Regions from separate parts of the Zea mays genome. Here region 1 is linked to region 2. Evidence: chromatin contacts called from public Hi-C data. All regions are on one chromosome and are shown on one strand. The core of a region is the stretch at or near the end of the contact, and the rest is flanking DNA. Distances in the headings are between cores, read along the strand shown.

The links. Hi-C and Micro-C count contacts between places; a contact is called where the count stands out from the background.
Region 1: a contact with region 2 is called in a Hi-C map of ear, with 2.0 times the contacts expected there. The contact joins the promoter of LOC103631772 here to the promoter of LOC103631768 in region 2. A contact is called at or near these places in 2 of 25 Hi-C or Micro-C datasets (ear and leaf).

The regions. Positions count from the first base shown.
Region 1 is chr1:14,905,551-14,912,220 of Zm-B73-REFERENCE-NAM-5.0, reverse strand. It overlaps LOC103631772 (conserved oligomeric Golgi complex subunit 4), which reads right to left and starts at 3,528. Exons shown (of 2, transcript XM_008653243.3): 1 at 1,622-3,528. The coding sequence starts at 3,274. LOC103631773 (50S ribosomal protein L18, chloroplastic-like) reads left to right here and starts at 3,422. Exons shown (of 4, transcript XM_008653247.4): 1 at 3,422-3,905; 2 at 3,994-4,097; 3 at 4,202-4,354; 4 at 4,451-4,800. The coding sequence starts at 3,779. The coding sequence ends at 4,603.
Region 2 is chr1:14,580,396-14,586,684 of Zm-B73-REFERENCE-NAM-5.0, reverse strand. LOC103631768 (pentatricopeptide repeat-containing protein At5g15280, mitochondrial) reads right to left here and starts at 4,003. Exons shown (of 8, transcript XR_004852883.1): 1 at 3,667-4,003; 2 at 3,517-3,588; 3 at 3,270-3,395; 4 at 1-3,185.

The sequences.
Region 1 (6,670 bases), core at 2,279-4,778, 330 kb before region 2:
ATATACTTGCCCTTAGTCTTAGTCCATTACAAATTATAGGAGAGCATAGAGGAACAAAAATCAACTGACCAAAATCAGACGTGAACTTTTGCTCTAAACCTCAGCAAACCAAAGTTATGTTAAACAATGTAGCCAAATTCAAGGTATATTGGAACACAGGATTTTTCCCCCCAACTCTATTGTTGTGTTTTTCCTGTGAAATTGAACAGATTCTTGTGAAATTCATGCATTCCAACGGGCCTGGGCACTATATAGGAATTTGGTATAAGGTTCAAGAATCTATCCAATAGATGCAAATGAAGATGCTCAAGTGTTGTTATTGTAGTCCTGCAGATATTTTTACAATTTTAGTCACATATAGGGATGCATGTTTTGCTGGCTAGACCATGTAAATTGTATAGACTAGTTTGTTATCTGTGTACCATACAGTACATGCTGTTACAAGCCTATGATTCATTTGCCTCATTTCAAGATCTATTTTCAAAAAGTATTTCAGATAAATGTAAACAAGCTTCATTTTTGGCACACTGTTTTAAATACTGCTCAATAAAAGTTTAAGGTGGTCCTGATGCATATCTTGCTTGCCAGTGGCATTCTGTACATTATTCTTCTTGCAAGATTACTCATAAGCAAGCTGCTCTATTCACTAGATCACAGGTTCCCACAGACAAGAACACTAAATTATTAGAGTATATTTAGTAGATAGTCTAGATATTGTGTTTCATAGGCTGCCATATGTACCTGTTGGTTGCCTTATCTCTTACGTCATGTACTCTATATAAACTGTGTAAGGGCTCAATGCAAGACATCATCTTTTGCTGCAGCATATACCTTTTCCTAACATGGATCAACCATACATTCCACACTTCACGCATCATTTGTCATTACTGTCGGTTCTACATAGTAAATTTAGTGATTTAGTTTGCAAAATTGTTTATCAGGCACCAAGTTTAACGGTTTTGCTATGACAAACTCAAAAGACAGTTCCTATGACAGGAGTGACCATAAAGCAGTATACAAAATGCTGCTATCAGCGTGTGTAACATAATGCTGTCCTACTTAGAAAGTTGCTAGTTCCATCATTTACTTCTAACAATTTGGTATTTTCCAGATGACAAATAGTCAAATACATTAGGTTAAGCAATCATTTCTCATTAGCATGATAGAATTAAGCAATGCCAAACTAATTTTACTAAGACAATGAAACACATTATTTGTGAGTTATGAGATTCTCTATTACATAAGATGCATAGAGATCAAATGACAGCGGCGGCGGCGGCACACAGGAGACACTATCACCAACTCACATGGATAGTTATTGATAAACGTAGGTGTACACGGCTAGACAAATATGTAAGCCAAATGATTTATCACTGCCATAAAAAGTTTTAGGTTTCTGAAATTTACTCTATTACGATCAACTAATTTTCATAGAATGCTAAAACATTGTGAACACCTTCGTTTTAAATCAAACAATCTGCAATTAAGAACACATTATATAACTGCAGAAATGCACATATCCATAAATTGAACTGATGAAATGCATATATGGCATAATTGTTAAAACATATCCCACTTTAGGCTTAAACAAATGCATATAATCAAAGAATACTAGACTCACCTCCACGCAGAGCTCCTCAATCTCATGACGGAGCTTCAGAACATACTCAGAGCTAATGTCAATGTTGTTCAGTGCAGTCGCAATCTCCTCACCTGTCTTCTGCACTCCAACACCACCAAGGAAGAGCTTTGCACCCAAATTTGGCTCCCGCATCCTCCACTGTAGTGCCTCCTGATACTCATTGCTTAGAAGGCTCATTGCCCCACCAAGCACAGCAAGAACAGAGTTTATGCTTGCAGTGGAAGCAGCCCGGCGGCAGCAACTCTGCAGTACAAAGAATACATCATCCACCATAGACGTTGTGAGACCATCTGATATGGGCTCATCAATCCGTATGGCTTTCCTCACATTCTCCACCATGAAAAACTCCTCAAAGATCACATAGAACCCAGTCAGATCCTGCTCCGTTTTATAGAAGTTACCATTACGGAAGGCCTTCATCGCCCGCGGCCCAAGCTCAGGCTTGACATCTCTCAATCCACGGATCTTGTTCACCATAAATTCAGTGTAGTCCTCACCAAGCTGGGTCAACGCAAGAATCTCCTCAAGATAAAGCTCAATTTCCCTGGGATCAGGCCCTTCACTACCTCCAGCAGCACTGGCCATGGAACCCATGACCGAAAGGAGGTTCTTTGTATAGGAGTTTATATCCGATGCAAGTCGTGCAAGCTTCCTGTAATCAGCATAACGGCGTAGTATCTGGGTGCCCCGCGAATCACACTCCTCCTGCAGCTCAATGATGGCATAAGCAACACCATCGTCTCCCCTGAGCTCACGAAGCACAGCATCATTCTCCTCAACAGCGAGCACAATGTCCTTAAAGAGACGGGTGAGGCAGCCAACAAAATCCGGCCGCTCAGAGGTCGGCTGGGTCGCGGAGGTCAGCTCCGCGAGGTGCTCAAAGTCTGCGCGGGCACGCAGAGCGACAACCTTCTTCAGGTAGGCGACGTAGACCTGGAGTCCTTCATCAGCGAGTCCGAGCAGTGGGAATAGGCGGACGAGGCGAAGCACAGCAGGATGGTCCTGTGCATCAACGACCGCCGCTAGCCTCCGACGCGCGAGCCCCTCGAGGCGACGTTTCATGTCAAGCAGATCGCGGCGGAGATCGTCGTCGGTGGGGAACCGAGCGTCGATAGCGAGGAATTCGTGCACGGCGGTGGCGGCGGCGGCGAGGTCGTCGGCGGCCAAGGCCCGCCGCGCGGCTTCGAGCGCGCGAGAACGATCGAGCGCGGCCTCGGCACGTGCCAGCGCAGCGTCCGCCCTGGAGTGCGCCGCGTCGAGATGGCGGACGCGGGACGAGAGCGCGTCGGCGAGCGCCGCGGTGGTGGAGGAGGATTCCTTAAGCGCGGCGGCGTCGGAAGCCGCGAGCGAGAGCAGAGGCGGGGCAGAGCGGAGGAGCGAAGCAGCGGCGCGGTCGAGGTCAGCACGGCGGGCGAGGAGAGCGTCGAGACGGGCGTCGAGCCCGCGCTGGTAGGCCACGCACTCGTGGAGGAGGCGGGTGGCGGCACCCGCGTCGGTGAGGACTCGGAGCGCGGCGAGGGAGGCCGGGTCGCCGAAGTCGAGGGATGGTGGCACGTCAGCGGACGAGGGGTCCGGGGCCACAATGGCATCCGGTCGGCGCGGGGACCGCGGGGCGGGAGAGGGCACCGCCATGGCCGCGGACCGCGGCGTCGGTGCAGATCGGCAAGATCTCGGAGTCCGGGGGAGAAGACGAGACTCGAGAGGGTTGGGCTGTGGACCGTTGGACACCGAGAAGACCAGATCTCGGAGTGCTTCTCTCTCTCTTCTTTTTTTCAGGGCAAGGGCGACGGTGCGGTGCGGAGTGTGCGGGCGCTGCGGCTGGTGCCTGGTGGGGAAAAAAATTTGCTGCAGCCCGGCTGCAAACTAGGCTGTTTGCAGCCCCTCACAAAAATGAGGATAGGCCCCACCTGTAGGCCAATAACACAACTAAAACGTTATCTAGTAGACTTGCAGGTGAGGTCTATCCTCTTTTTTGTTAGGGGCTGCAAACAGCCTGGTTTGTAACCGGGCTGCAACAAATTTTTTTCCCCTGGTGGTGGTGGGGTAAAACGGAATGGTAAACTGAAGCCAACTGCCAACCCAACGAAGGCCAGAACTGCGCGCGCGGAACCTGTTCGACGAATTGGCGCACTGGCTATGGCGCTGCTACGCGCCGCGCTAGCCCAGCCGTTATCGCCGCGCCCCGCGCTCCCGGTCCGCCACCCTCCGACCTCGCTGACAGGCTCCAGGTTTATCCTCGACTTCTCGCTTCCGCCACATCCAGGTGAGCAGAGCCACCGCATACACGCTGTTCCGCGCTCGCTAGCTCGGCGACGCCCACGCGCGCTCTTATCTCTGTCTGACGCGTGCAGGCCCCGGCGCGCCCCGGCGCGAGTACCCCAGGATCGAGGCGACGGCGAGGCGAGGCGCGCGAACTGAGAGCGCCAAGGTCAGGAACCGTCGGCTGCAGAAGAAGGTACGTTCCGGTGCTCCACCTGGTTCTCAAATTTCAGGATAAGGCCAGCTACCAGGCAGCCGGTGTAACCAAACCGCCGTTCCGCCGACTCTCGCTGTATGCAGTTCAACGGCACGGCGACGAAGCCCAGACTCTCGGTGTTCTGCTCCAACCGGCAGCTCTACGCTGTGCTCGCCGACGACCACAACAAGAAGATCCTCTTCTATGGCAGCACGCTGCAGAAGTCCATCTGCGGCGACCCGCCCTGTGGCACCGTGGTAAGCCGCCGCCGTCGTCTTCTCCATCTGGAATTTGGTTTGTATTCCGGCGGGACTCTTGAGCTTGAGTTCGCCTCGCCGGCTCGCCCTGCACAGGAGGCTGCCCGGAAGGTCGGGGAGGAGCTCGTCAGGGTGTGCAACGAGTTGGGCATCTCCGAGGTCTCCTACGACCGCAACGGCTTTGCTCGAGGCGACAAGATGATGGCGTTCGAGGTTCCGGTCTCACAGCACGGGTTCCTGCCAAGATAGGCTGCAACTGTAGTGTCGCCCCCAGAAAGGAGGCACCAGGGCTTGCATTGACAGTTCTCAGGAGACAGGGAAGTTGGTCACATTCCATGCGGATTCTGTATTCTGTATTCTGTATGATCCATCAGTCCTTGATCAACAGGCAGTTCATATTTCACTAACAAGGACAGTTTCTCCGTACTCTATACACGATTCCAGTACCTACTGCTCAGATCTCCTTACATCCCCTTTATAATATGAATATTCATATAATATAATACACGAAATCACTGAAGTGAACATTAGTAGGAGCTATATGCTACGGACGCTGAAACTGGGACTCGAGTTCCCAACCTGTGGACCAACCATGCAGCTTGTTCGCTGCGGCTTGCTGCGGCTGCAATCCGGCTGCGGCTGCGGCTTCTACAGTATTTTTCTCTCTATGGATTGCAGCTGCAGCAGTCCAAACAGCTGCAACAGTGTCGGCTTGTAGCCAGCCGAACACGCCCATGGATTCTCGATATCCGGATCAATGAAAGTTTGTATAAGGAACGGTATAGCTTCATCACCGTTCAGATATGCTGGATCCTGGACCGGAGCACCTGAGAAGAATGCCAATAACAGGTGTCAATACCAATTGCCAAACTTACCTATTCAGCAGCAAGTCATCCCGTCATGACTCATGAGTACCCGAGAAGAGCTAGAAAGTACTAGTAGAAAATAACCAGTAAGCGCAAAAGGACATCGTCATTTTGAAGTTCAAGTAACACTCGCATTCATGAACAACGAGAAACAGGAAGACAAGGCTGGGACCTGTACTCATAGCAGCTGGCAATTTGCTCATTCTCAGGTTTGTCCCGGTTATGCCACCCAACGGGCTCTATGCAGTGATCCATAAAAGCTTGTGAAAAAAAAACCTCCCGAAGGGCTCCCATGGCCGACGTAGGTACATAGCAGCTTCTCCATTGCCAGTACCTGGATGGTGTCATGTCATTTGGCACGTATATTTGTTGGAATACGAACCTATACCCCTAACCAGGGATGAGGAGTAGTATTAATAGACTTAGTAACTGGGCCAGGCCCATTACAATGAGGGTTGAGACGGTAATTACACGGGGAACACCCCAAACCCTAGAATCCTAGACGGGTAGTCTAACACCCCCCGCAGTCACAACTCTATCCTGTACAGATGTTGAGACTGGATCGAAAGTCTAAGAATACACTCGACGGTAGTCCCTTAGTGAAGATGTCGGCGAACTGCAGCATGGTGGGGACGCTGAGAACCCGAACGTCACCGGCAGCGACACGCTCGCGGACGAAGTGTAGGTCGATCTCTACGTGCTTCGTGCGCTGATGCTGCACGGGGTTGGTGGAGAGGTAGACCGCACTGACGTTGTCGCAGTAGACGAGAGTGGCGTGCTGAAGAGGACTGTGGAGCTCGTGGAGGAGCTGGCGCAGCCAGGAGGCCTCTGCCACACCGTTGGCCACGACACGGTACTCGGCCTCAGCGCTGGAGCGAGAGACGACGGGCTGCCTCTTGGCGGCCCAAGAGACGAGGTTGGCGCCCAGGAACACGGCGTAGCCGGAGGTGGACCGACGCGTGTCGGGACAGCTAGCCCAGTCAGCGTCGGTGTAGACCACGAGCTCCGACGTCGGGGATGGGCGGAGTAGGAGGCCGTACTCGAGGTAGCCGCGGAGGTAGCGCAGAATCCGCTTGAGCGCAGTGAGATGGGGCTCCCGCGGAGTGTGCATATGCAGGCACACCTGCTGGACGGCGTAAGCGATGTCGGGCCTGGAGAACGTGAGGTACTGGAGCGCGCCGGTGAGGCTCCGGTATGACGTCGCGTCGGCGACCGGAGGCCCGTCGTCCGCAGAGAGCTTCGCATGAGTGTCGACAGGCGTGGAGCAGGGCTTGCAGTCAGACATGCCAGCCCGCTCCAGGATGTCGATGGCGTACTGGCGCTGGTGGAGGAAGAGACCCTGAGGCCGACGTTCGGCGGTGATGCCGAGGAAGTGGTGTAGGGGCCCCAGGTCCTTCATCGCGAACTCCCGCTGAAGGGCGACGATCGTGCGGTGTAGAAGGTCGGCGGT
Region 2 (6,289 bases), core at 2,754-5,253:
CACCTTTGCTCAGGTTGTTCAGACATGATTTTGCTTCCAATTGTCTCCCAAATGAAAGGAGACATGAAGCTAGGGTGGTCTTAATGATTAAACCATGCTTCCATCCATTGCGCTCAATCAAGTGAAATAATGCTAGTGATTTCTCATGGTTTCCTAGCCTGCAGTAATGACTTAACACTATTCTGAGACTGCGGTTGCTTGGTTTTATTCCCTGAGCAATGCAGGCATCAAGCGCATTAACTGAATCATTGATATCCCCAGATTTGTGAAATCCATAGACAAGGAAATCATATGTGGTTTTGTCAAGAGAAATACCATTACCTTCAATGTCCTTCAATAAATCATGAATCTGTGAGCTGTTTCTTCTTTGAAAAAGATAAAATATTAGAATGTTGCATGCAATCAGTTCTCTTGACTTGTCAGTATGTTGGAAAAGTGCTCTAAGGCTTGAAGCGCTAGAAAAACGACTTTGCTCACACATTCTGCACACAAGAAAGCGGTAGCTAGATATAGAAAGGGTGGCATGCATCTTTAGCATCTTGCAAAGAACTGCATCTAACTTTCTCCAATTTTTTAGCCAACCATAGGCTTGAAGTAAGGAATTTAACAAAGTGGCACTGAGCTTCCCAGGAGCTGATTCTTGCAAGACTGGAATGGCCCATTTTATATTCCTTGTTTGCATTAATTCATTCACAATGCAACCGCGATATGAGAATTCAGTAAGTTTCACGGTCAGCATAGATTCTACCAAGTTCTTGGCTCGATCTGTGTCCAGCCATGGTAATGAAGGCAACACAGATCGGTAAGTAAAAACATCAAGTTCTTTGCTTTTGCTAAGCCACATGTCATGCATTCCAATTGATTCAGCAGTTCTTTGCTCCTTTAGGAAGCCCTCCATCACATAAAAGAATAATGATCGATCCACAGCCACACCCTTTTCTTTGAGAGCCTCCAACATTGCGCATCCAATGCTGGTATGACCTGTCCTGCACAACTCTTTGAGAAGTGCACAATATGCACTAAAAAACAGATCATGGTAGCAGTCAAATAAAGAGTTCATAAGTTTCAGGGCTTCCTCAATCACTCCCCATTTGCACAAGTAACTGATGAGGCCCATCATATCCTTGCTATCAGGTGACCATCTGCACTTTGTTGCAAGATTCCAACATTCCCAAAACCCTGCTATGTTCCTTTCTTCGCATAAACCTATCATTAAATAAGTATATGTATTGTGACTGATTGACAAGTCTTCTCTCAACATTTTTTCTAAAACCAGTTTTGCATGAGCAGACATTCCATTCCTACTCAATGTTTGGGCAACCAAATCTAGATTTTGAGCATCAAGTTTGTAAAGTATATCTGGCATCTCCTCCATAAGGTCAATGACATCTATAACATAAGCAGGGCTCACACATAAGGCCTTGAATAGCTCAGAGCAGCTATCTGGTGAAATGTCATATCCCCATTGAAAAGCTTTGTCTTTCACAAGAAGAGCACTTGCAACATCGCCTTGCTGAGATGCCCTGATTAGCTCTGAGTTAATATCTGGGAGAAGTGCGCTATCCAAAACTTGTGACAATGAAACCTCAAACATTTTGGAATCAGTGTCCAAATACAATCCATTGCCAACTGAATCAAAAAACTCAGCTTTTGGGAAACCAGTGACATTATCTCTCTTGATTTTCACCCCTAGGTGATCTAGCCCCAAGAATGATAAGGCCTTGGAGAGCACACAGTTTCCAGAGAGAAGAACATTTACACCATTGGTTTTCATGTGCCTCAAGACTTGTTCAATATCATCAAACCGCCTATACCTGCAATACCCTGCAAGAATTATCTTATATGTTGAAAGATTGGGTGTTACTTCTCTTTCAATCATGTCTTCAAATATATACTTTGCATGTCTATATAGCCCCTCCCTGAAAACACCACCTAAAATAGCATTATAGGCACACACTCCAGGTTTAACATGCCTAGCAAAGCACTCTGATAAATATACAAGTGCAGATTTTAGTTTCATTTCTCTACAGCTGTGAAAAATGAAAATTCCAAAAGTCGTAGCATCTGGAGCAAACCCTAAGGCCTCCAAACTTTGGAAGACCAACCATGCCTGACAAGTACCAAGATTTGTGCACAAAGACGCAAGGATTCTGTTGCAAAGACGCAACTCAGGTATACACCTCCAATCTTCCAAGAAATTCATCAGATCCCCAATATCCTTTTTCTTGTTAAATTCTTCAACTATATTTGACAAGGCTCCCTTGCTTAATTTAAGACCCAAACTCTTTAATTGCCGAAGAATACCAAGAGCTTCCAAAAGTTTACCTTTCCTGATTAAAGCCATGACAACAGAATCAAGAATATTTCCTTCGGTGCAAGAACCAAATCCAACTTCAAGCATGTCCAGATATACTCTCAAAATCAATTCATCCTTTCTGTTTCTGGTTAGAAAATGAAGAAGTACTTGATAGCATGAAGCTGAAGGAATCAAATGCTTGCCCCTTGCATAATCATAAAGTGCAACTGATTTCCCAAGGTTGCCTGCTTCTGAATACACCTGGATAATCTGACTGAATAGTTCACTAGAAACAGCTGGAGTCATATGATCAATCAATGAAAGCAGTAGTGATTCTGCTTGACTGAGCATATGAGCATCTGCAAGTATGGATACCATTGTCTCATTTGACCTTGGCAGATGTTGGAACTCTTTGCTCTGCCGCGATGTCCACCTGTACAAATTCCATAGAAATCTTGCATTTCTCACTTTTACGGCACTGAGTCCAAAACCATTCAAAATGTCAAGAAAATCCTTAGGCTTCAGCTCAGAGACACGCCAAAACCGGCGGAGGGTCTCCGGTGAGAGCCATAAACCAGGCTTGAGGATATCTTGCAAACTGCAGTTCCCATCAAAGGTGTCCCCATTTCTCTCAAATATGTGAGAACACTTGGCTATAACTACACTCCCGATACCAGAGCACAATTTTAGCGCAGAATGGGCATCAGCTTCGAACGTTTGTCCAGATTTCTGCTCCAAATTGTCTGGAGCGCAAGCAAAAATTGAGTTCCGCTTCTCCCCGAAGCGGATGCTGCTACACCTCAGCAAACTCCCTTTGTTGGTACTCAGCTCTGGGGCATTATTGGTAAAGCCTTGGTCTACAATCTTGGATGCTCGCCTGACACCTGGGCTGAAATTGATTGAATCAATCAGTTAGACCGAAAGAAAAATCAGTGCAGTACAGGTGGTGAGATGAAAGCCCTCGCTCGTTTACCTCAGATGCCGGAAATGGATTGTGCGGAGCAACCGCCATGCCATCGACATCTATTCCGCTCGGACCTCCCAGCCCCGCCGCTGAGCAAGGCCCCACACACCGCATCTGATCAGCGAATCCCCAGTCCTGGTGAGTCAGGGAGGCGGAACTGAGGCGAGCGAGAAATTGCGGCACGAGGAACACGATGCTGCTCCCTAGCACTTTGGGTCGTATCCGCATAACTTATAAGAAAAGTTCTCCGACATACCTCACTGGTGATTGCGGGAGCTCGGAACCTCGAGTGGTCTCAATCCCATCCTTTGTGACCTTGTTCAGCAACCTGCAATAGGATTGATTACTTGTATTATAGCTTTAATATGATTACAAAGATCATTGTCCACTTGGAATAACATTTCACCTTTACAATTACAAACTACACCACTGATAACTACTATGGTGCTACCACTACCACCTACGGCGAGCAGCCTGCAGCCAGCCAGATCCGAGGACCGAGGATTTGGGTCGCCGTATGTGCTACCACTAGTGATGAATGGGTAATGATCCATTCGGTTTACACTTGATTTGGGAAGAGGCGGTGGTGACAGCGGTCTATATTCTCAACCGCTCGCACACCAAGATATTCAACGGGATAACATCGTACGAGGCTTGGCATGGGCCTAAGTCGACGGTCTCTCACCTACAGGTCTTTGGCTGCCTCACGTTCACCAAGGAGCTTGGCCACATCGACAAGCTCGACAACAGGAGCACCCCAGGGGTGTTCGTTGGCTATGCAGAGGGCTCAAAGATCTACTGCATCCTTGACCCAGGAACACAGTGTGTGCGCACGGCGCGCGATGTAGTGTTCGACGAAGGGCGAGGATGGTGTCGGGGACCATAATTAGGGGTACCCTCAAGACGCCTAATTCTCAGCTGGTAACCCCCATCAGCATAAAGCTGCAAAGGTCTGATGGGTACGATTAAGTCAGGGATCAGTCCACACGAGTGACTCGATCACGCTTCACCCGAGCCTAGCCTCGGCCAAGGGCAGCCGACCTCGAGAGACTTCCGTCTCGCCCGAGGCCCCCCTTTTTACGGCGGACACATCACCGGCTCGCCCGAGGCCTTGGCTTCGCTCAGAAGCAACCCTGACTAAATCGCCACACCGACTGACCGAGTTGCAGGAGCATTTAACGCAAAGGGTGAGTCAGACAGACAGTCAGGCCTTGCCAAAGGCGCCACGGCGAACTCCGCTCCGCCCGACCCCAGGGCTCGGACTCGGGCTAAGACCCGGAAGACGGCGAACTCCGCTCCGCCCGACCCCAGGGCTCGGACTCGGGCTAAGACCCGGAAGACGGCGAACTCCGCTCCGCCCGACCCCAGGGCTCGGACTCGGGCTAAGACCCGGAAGACGGCGAACTCCGCTCCGCCCGACCCCAGGGCTCGGACTCGGGCTAAGACCCGGAAGACGGCGAACTCCGCTCCGCCCGACCCCAGGGCTCGGACTCGGGCTAAGACCCGGAAGACGGCGAACTCCGCTCCGCCCGACCCCAGGGCTCGGACTCGGGCTAAGACCCGGAAGACGACGAAACTCCGCCTCGCCCGACCCCAGGGCTCGGACTCCGCCCTGGCCTCGGCCAAACGACCTCCGCCCCGCCCGACCCCAGGGCTCGGACTCGGGCTAAGACCCGGAAGACGGCGAACTCCGCTCCGCCCGACCCCAGGGCTCGGACTCGGGCTAAGACCCGGAAGACGGCGAACTCCGCTCCGCCCGACCCCAGGGCTCGGACTCGGGCTAAGACCCGGAAGACGGCAAACTCCGCTCCGCCCGACCCCAGGGCTCGGACTCGGGCTAAGACCCGGAAGACGACGAAACTCCGCCTCGCCCGACCCCAGGGCTCGGACTCCGCCCTGGCCTCGGCCAAACGACCTCCGCCTCGCCCGACCCTAGGGCTCGGACTCGGGCTAAGACCCGGAAGACGGCGAACTCCGCTCCGCCCGACCCCAGGGCTCGGACTCGGGCTAAGACCCGGAAGACGACGAAACTCCGCCTCGCCCGACCCCAGGGCTCGGACTCCGCCCTGGCCTCGGCCAAACGACCTCCGCCTCGCCCGACCCCATGGCTCGGACTCGGCCTCGGCAACAGAAGACAGACTCAACCTCGGCTTCGGAGGAGCCCCCACGTCACCCCGCCTAGGGCACAGACCCGCCACGTCAACAGGAGGCGCCATCATTATCCTACCCCGAATCGACTCGGGTCACGGAGAACAAGACCAGCGTCCCATCCGGCCAGCTCCGCCAGATGGGCAATGATGGCGCTCCACAAGCTCTGTGACGACGGCGGCCCCCAGCTCTCTTACGGAAGCAGGGCGACGTCAGCAAGGACTCGACCGCTCCAACAGCTGTCCCTCCGCCAGGCTTCGTCGCACCTCCGACAGCCACGACATCACGCCAGCAAGGTGCCAAGACCTCTCCGGCTGCCACATTGGCATGTACCTAGGGCGCTAGCTATCTCTCCGCTAGACACGTAGCACTCTGCTACACCCCCATTGTACACCTGGATCCTCTCCTTACGACTATAAAAGGGAGGACCAGGGCCTTCTTAGAGAAGGTTGGCCGCGCGGGACCGAGGACGGGACAGGCGCTGTCGGCGTTTCAAGACAGGGGGGTCCCAAAGCCGACGAGTGAGTGTGCTGCGTGCCCCAGCCCAGATGGGTCGAGCGCGTGGGCGAGCGCGAAGGGGGGAGAGGCGAGGTGGCCGGAGTCGAGCGTGAGAGAGGTGGAAGTCCCGCGGCCTTCGTGTTCGTCCCGCGCCCAGGTCGGGTGCGCTTGCAGTAGGGGGGTTACAAGCGTCCACGCGGGTGAGGGAAGCGAGCGGCCCCAAGAGAGCGCATGTCCCGTCCTCGGTCCCGCGCGGCCAACCCATCTGGGCTGGGGCACGCAGCACACTCACTCGTCGGCTTTGGGACCCCCCTGTCTCGAAACGCCGACAGTTGGCGCGCCAGGTAGGGGCACGCTGCATGCTGACGAACAGCTCCCCGTCA